Regions from separate parts of the Danio rerio genome. Here region 2 is linked to region 1. A link is a contact called in public HiChIP or PLAC-seq data. All regions are on one chromosome and are shown on one strand. Each heading gives the region's core, a stretch centred on a gene start, on an enhancer-like site or on the middle of the called end of the contact. The rest is flanking DNA. Distances are from core to core; before and after follow the strand shown.

Evidence for each region. HiChIP or PLAC-seq counts read pairs in DNA pulled down with a chosen protein or histone mark.
Region 2: a contact with region 1 is called in an H3K4me3 HiChIP or PLAC-seq map of gastrula embryo, with 2.3 times the contacts expected there. The contact joins the promoter of utp6 here to the promoter of rab11fip4b in region 1. A contact is called at or near these places in 1 of 18 Hi-C or Micro-C datasets (gastrula embryo) and 3 of 4 datasets of contacts at active chromatin or transcription factors (caudal fin, embryo and gastrula embryo).

What each region holds. Positions count from the first base shown.
Region 1 is chr6:24,438,347-24,441,539 of GRCz12tu, forward strand. It overlaps rab11fip4b (RAB11 family interacting protein 4 (class II) b), which reads left to right and starts at 1,724. Exons shown (of 13, transcript NM_001128825.1): 1 at 1,724-1,988.
Region 2 is chr6:24,551,169-24,554,124 of GRCz12tu, forward strand. utp6 (UTP6 small subunit processome component) reads right to left here and starts at 1,706. Exons shown (of 19, transcript NM_001111207.1): 1 at 1,512-1,706; 2 at 1,331-1,415; 3 at 1,205-1,246; 4 at 994-1,086; 5 at 846-893; 6 at 637-700; 7 at 391-509; 8 at 220-297; 9 at 49-130. The coding sequence starts at 1,603. It overlaps suz12b (SUZ12 polycomb repressive complex 2 subunit b), which reads left to right and starts at 2,240. Exons shown (of 16, transcript NM_001082824.2): 1 at 2,240-2,839. The coding sequence starts at 2,695.

The DNA of each region.
Region 1 (3,193 bases), core at 474-2,973:
AATCGAAAAAAATTATTAGCTTAAAGGGGCTAATAATTTTGTCCCTAAAACGTTTTTTTTTATTTATTAAAAACTGCTTTTATTCTAGCCAAAATAAAACTAATAATTTAATAATTTACAAATAATAATAATTCTGACTTCAACTGTATATTTCTAGCACCTTATACATTGCTAAGTGTATCAAATTCATTTTGCAATGGGAAGACCTACGCCTCACTGACAAAGGTCCAGAGTTTGTCCCAAACATGAGCTCTTTAACTCTTTAATCTGTTTTTATTTAACAGGTATTACATCATAAATTGTAAAAATAACTCTTCAAAGAAGGCTTTAAGACCAAGAAGAATCTGATGTCATCTTTTACTGACCTACTGTATTTTTGTTAAATATCGTACAAGTAACTTTTATACTGAATAGTGGACCTTATTCTTGAAAGAAAAGAAAAAGACCAATACATTTTAATACTAATTAGGCTATTGTTGCTATCCATCTATTTCATGTACTTTTTTACAAGAGTGGCTTAAAATTTAAGGAAGCTTTAAACTATTATTATTAATAATTTTACTATTATTTTCTACGTTTAATTTTTATTGTACAAGTGGACAAATAAAGTTGGATGGACTGGCTAGTTTGCCTAATAAATGACAATAGACTACTTAGCTTTAATAGGCAGTTTTTTTTATTCAAAACTTTAACAGATTCCCTTTTTCCTAATGATATATGATGTAATAAATTTGTATTTTAAAAATAGTATGTATAAATACTTTTGTTTCATATTTCTTTATTCTAAATCTTTGGGAAATGTTTTAGTACATCAAAAGGTGTGGTTATGATTACCACCGGACAAGCTAATCCAGAAAAAAAAAATATGCTGTGACTAAAATGCAGTTTTTAAATCTTATTAAATAGAAAATTAGGTGAATAACTGGAAAAGGTGCAGTTTTTGAAATAAAGAACCACCTCTTTCACAAGGCTGGCTAGTGGCTACGGGCCTGAATACTGTAATTCTTGTTTGATTGAAAATGTGTATTCTGTCCATACCATATGCTATACTGGACCGACACACACCTTTATAAAAGAAACTGCATTTAAACAAATATCCTGCAGTAATTGGGAGACCAATGGCCAAAATCTTTTTGAGAAGTCAAAGGGAGAACATTACTTTCCAGATAACTAACTTGCCTTCCATTCCCTAAGGCCGTCTTTTTTCTAATCTTTAGAAGTCGGTTTCATTCTGAGAAACTGTCACAAATACAGCATTTCGATATAAAGGCTTTCATGGTTGCAAAAGTGCAGTTTCACAATGAATCATGCAATACACGCACGATACAAACTGGTGTTGTTGCAAAGAGAGGAAGTGAAATTGTGAGGTTTGTTTATTTTGCGTGTAGTGTGGTGCAATGTCACCTCCGACTTCCCCTAACGACGTCTAGAGTAATTTCATTGAGATCAAAAATGTATTACGTTTGGTTTCCCTTTATATTTCGTTGTTTTCTTCTTATTTTTCCATCAACTTTCCAAACGAACGCACTTGCCGTTGCCACAGTGATTAGGTGTACCTGTTTATGCAAATAACCTAGGCAGGAACCAATCTACAGCATTTCAGCTCCGCTCACAGGACCTCCCCTGAGGTCGGTTGCTTGGCAACAGCCACAGAGATTGAGAAGTCGAGAGTAGGAGTGGCTGGGGAACTCACAACTGCTGTCAGAGCTTCTGTGTGTGAGTGTGTGAGGAGGAGGCTGTTCGGTCAAGTGAGCAAGAGTTGTGCTGTGTTTGCAAACGTTTTGGAAACGAATATATTCATTCAGTCGATAAGCAGACGAAGAGGAAGCATAAGCATCCTCTCTCAATTTCTTGGATGTGGGTAAAAATATTGATACAGACGCTGTGAAGGAGGCCTCCCCTGTTGGATTTGACTTGGTAGACAGTAACATCAGAAGTGGAGTGTGAGGAGTGAACAAAATCATGGTCCCTCGTCTGTGAGAGACAGGGTAAGATGAGCTCTTTTTATTTCGTTCGACAGGAAAGGAATATACATTGGACATGAAGAAAAAGAAGAAATGTGCAAAGAAGAAATGTGGAGGATTTTATAGTTTTGTTGATCTCACGCTTGCCACTTTTCAAACTGCTTCATCCCCCAATTCTATCTCGTGCCCGTATGCATACTCTCTTGTAACCTGTACCATCTAATTCTTACTGTGTGATTGCCCTTACTCCGATGATAACAAGATTAATTGTAAATTGAGGGCAGCTGCAGCTTTCTATGTTTTAAAACGAATCATTTAAAGTAGCAAGACGTAATCAAATCGTCGGTTTCTTCTTTCTTTTTTCTTGACATCCTTATGCTCGTGAATGCTAACCTGGGAGTTTCTACACCACTATAACTACATTTAGTTGAATATATTCATGATATTTTGCCAATTCTGCCTATGGTTATAGTCTGCTTATACCTGACAATGATCGTGTCCCTGAAACATCTAGGTCAGAATGCATCACACGTAACTAGATCAGCTTGAGCCATGATACCATTAAAACGTGTTGTGGGTTTATGTGATGGATTTCAGTGTTTTCCTCTGAGTTGTATTTAGAGTGTCAGCTGTCTATTTTGTCTCTAATGATGATTTAAACAATAAATGCATAACTGTAAACAAAAGTATGTTAAAAATAAATTGCTAATCTAAACGTGTTTCAGCCAGCTGGTGTGGCTACACTGCTGTTCACATTTATCAATTTGCTGACATTTGCTATCACCTGTCATTCACCCCTCTGAACATTCTCTCTCCTCTTTCTCTCTGCTTTTAGATTCAAGTCTGCTAAATATAGACACAACAAGACTGTTCAAAGTTGAATTCGTGGTTAAAATTAATTGTTCATTTAGGTTTTACTTACTTAATGTATTTTTAAATACTACACCTAACTTTCTGATAATTAATTTTAAACTTTTTAAGAAACAACTAAGAATTTGACATTCAAAACAACATTTATGTGACATTCTGATCTTTCCAAAAATAGTTAAGAAATTATGACTTTTCTTGCTTTGATATCTGTTTTCAAACATACTCTTGAAAGCATTTCAAGTCTTTACTATATCTCTTAAAATTATCTCTCCCACACTACAACTTAGCTTGAGTTACTGCTTTAGCACAGTGCAGGTTTCAGTGCTCTGCTTGTAAAGTGCAATGTGGTCCGTTAATGC
Region 2 (2,956 bases), core at 456-2,955, 110 kb after region 1:
CAACACACAGCTGATACTATTAAACAGTTATGTGGAAATTTAGCCAACCTTTAATTTTCTGTGCAGCATCTCTGTATATCACTTCAGCAAGTTTTCCACTCAAGATTTCTGGAGAAAACTGATATTCCCCCTGAATTTAGAAAAGATGTTTTATGAATTAAAATATGCATTTTATTTTCAAAAAGGCAAGGACTCCAGATGTACACCTTTTTAACCTACCACATCTATTTTAGCTTGCTCCAGTTCCTGTTGCTGTTTCCTCATCTTCTCAGCATGCATGAGCTCCATCCGGAAATACTGTACACACATACAATGGTTTGTTTTATGTATATATGAGATTCAAAGTGTAATGTTTATAGCATTGGTTGCTTAAAAATAATGTTGCCTCACCTCCAGGTAGACTTTCTTATTTTCTGGATGAAAGCGAAGGGCACGGAGGAAAAGATGCCGGGCACTCTCTGAGGAGTTCCTGTCCTCCATTTCACATTTAGCAGCCATTATCCACAGAGCTGCAAGAAAACGCCAAAAACTTTATTTCTAGCCATGTGTATAAAGCTGCTTATACATCTAAACTACAATAATATTAATGATTGACAGTAAACCCAACCCCTAAACTTCTAATTTACTTAAGTTTACCTGGTTTGTCAGGATGGATAGCTAACATAGATAACAAAATCTTGCTGAGCTGAGTCTTTGAGCCCTTGTTGAAAGACAAAAAAAAAAAAAAAAGATTAGGATTTTTTTTTAAAGACAAACACATTTGCGTTATTATTTCTTTCTTTCTTTCTATTTTTATTTCTTTAAAATTGATAAGGTTTTTTGCATTTAATAACAAAAGCACATACCCATTTCTTATTAAAGGCAACATGAGAAAGCCAGAGTTGCACATCTTCCTACAGGAGAAGCATTTAATGGAATCAAAAATACATTTGAATCAAAAACTGACCATCACAATGAATCTAAAACTGAGGTTATCATTTCTTATTGCCCAACCTGCCATTTGCTTGTCGCCCTTCTGAAAACACTGTTTATGCCCTGAATGATGGGATACTCAATTTCTTCACGTTTAAAATGGTAACCAATTCTCTGAAAGCAGAACAGTACATCTCACTTAAAGTAACACAAGTTAGTTAGGTCTGCTGTTCTGATTACTGAAAGAAGCAGATTTCAAAATAAATAAATAACAGAACAGATTTCAACTCACCGCTCTCCTCTTCTTGATAAGTTCAAGAGTGTTTATTTCGAACTGATTTTACAAGGATAAAAAAACAAGGTCATAATGTGCTGATTTCTTACATTAAAGTGCAAAAAGCTATTTGTTAATACTGACCTGTATGTATGTAATGAAGTCATCTTTACACTGAATTGCTCGGTGTAGCTTATATTCAAGTGCAGTAGATCTTTTCAACATGGACCTGAAACAAAAGCCCTTTTTGAGGAAACTTTCTCTCTACAGAAGCACCATTTCAATCCATCTTTTCTGTTCGCATGAACACGAGTGATATACTCACTTGACTTCTTTATTGGTAAACAAACCGACTCTCTCCAGTTGTTCAAGCCCTGGTATTCTGTCCTCTAATCGTTGTTGTACAATGTCTGCCATTTCTAAAACAGGTTATGGGACGCTTTACAAAATACTTAAGATGCACAGCGCAATTACATCCCAAAACACGTGTGGACAGGAAGTTGTCAAATGCTCTACATCCGGATGTTCATCGGTTAAAAAATCCGACATGAATTCTGCACTTGAATTTTGGTTCCACGGTTTTTATTTAAAAAAATAGTTTTATGGGAACGTTATAATTCAGAACATTAATACATTTGTTTTTCCTTAACTTAAGGTTCCTTTAACTTACTTAGTACCTCACGCACATATATAAAACATGCATGCAGGAGTAAATCTTGGAAGGGGTTCAAATCTTTCAAAGTTGCCCTAAAACTATTAAACAACACATTCTTGTTTTCAATATTGATAAACTTTTTTGATTTACTTCAAGTGTTGACTGCTGTATGTTTATGACTGTATTCAGGCTGTAACCCGTGCTACTGCACCGTGACCGATCCTCTCCCCAGAACCAAAACATTCTTGGCGGCAATTTGTCTCCTCTACCAATCTTAATCTCACGTCTATCAAAATAAGTCTATCCAATAAAAAACTTCGATTTTACCAGACGGCATCTCTGATTGGCTAAAACATTGCAGTGGGCGGGTTTTCGCGGCACTCTCCTCAAGGGCTCGGGCGATACACAAGTATCCGTATCCGTCACTTGGTCGGGTTTCCCGTCAAAATAAATACAATTTCGGTAGAAAATAAGTATTCAATAATCCATAACCTTTGTTCAAATTGGAACGTGAACTTCTGCCTGTGTGTATGGATTACCCGGTGTCGTTGAACTGTGTTTTCGTCGCTCTTAAGGACCGCAAGCTAACGTGCTAATCTGTTGAGGATCAGTGACCAGATCGAGGGCATACATCAGTAAACATATTTACAACTCGTATGGTTTACTCATTTGAGCCACATTCAAACATGCACTTGTCAAAGAAACTAAACCACAAGTAGCTGATGTTTAGGTGATGGTAGAGAGCTGGTCAAAGGGGCGAGGGCGACTGTCTGTCATTAATGTGCAGATAATCTTTTCGCCTGGTGTTGTTTTGATGCGTTTTGGACTTCCCATTAGTTGTTAGTATATTATCATGGCTCCTCAGAAATATTCGGCTCAGGTGATGAACTCTAAAGCCAATGGTGCTGTATACCCATCTTCTGGCGTGAGCTCACTCAAGAAACCTAAGATTGAACAGTTGCAGGCCGACCATGAGCTCTTTCTGCAGGCCTTTGAGAGTAAGTCAACAGCTGTTTCATTTAACACGTTAAGTAAATTCATTAGCTTTTCCTATTAACGTTCCATTGACACACCCAGTTCATGACAACGTGCTGTTGTGTGTTACTGCTACTAGA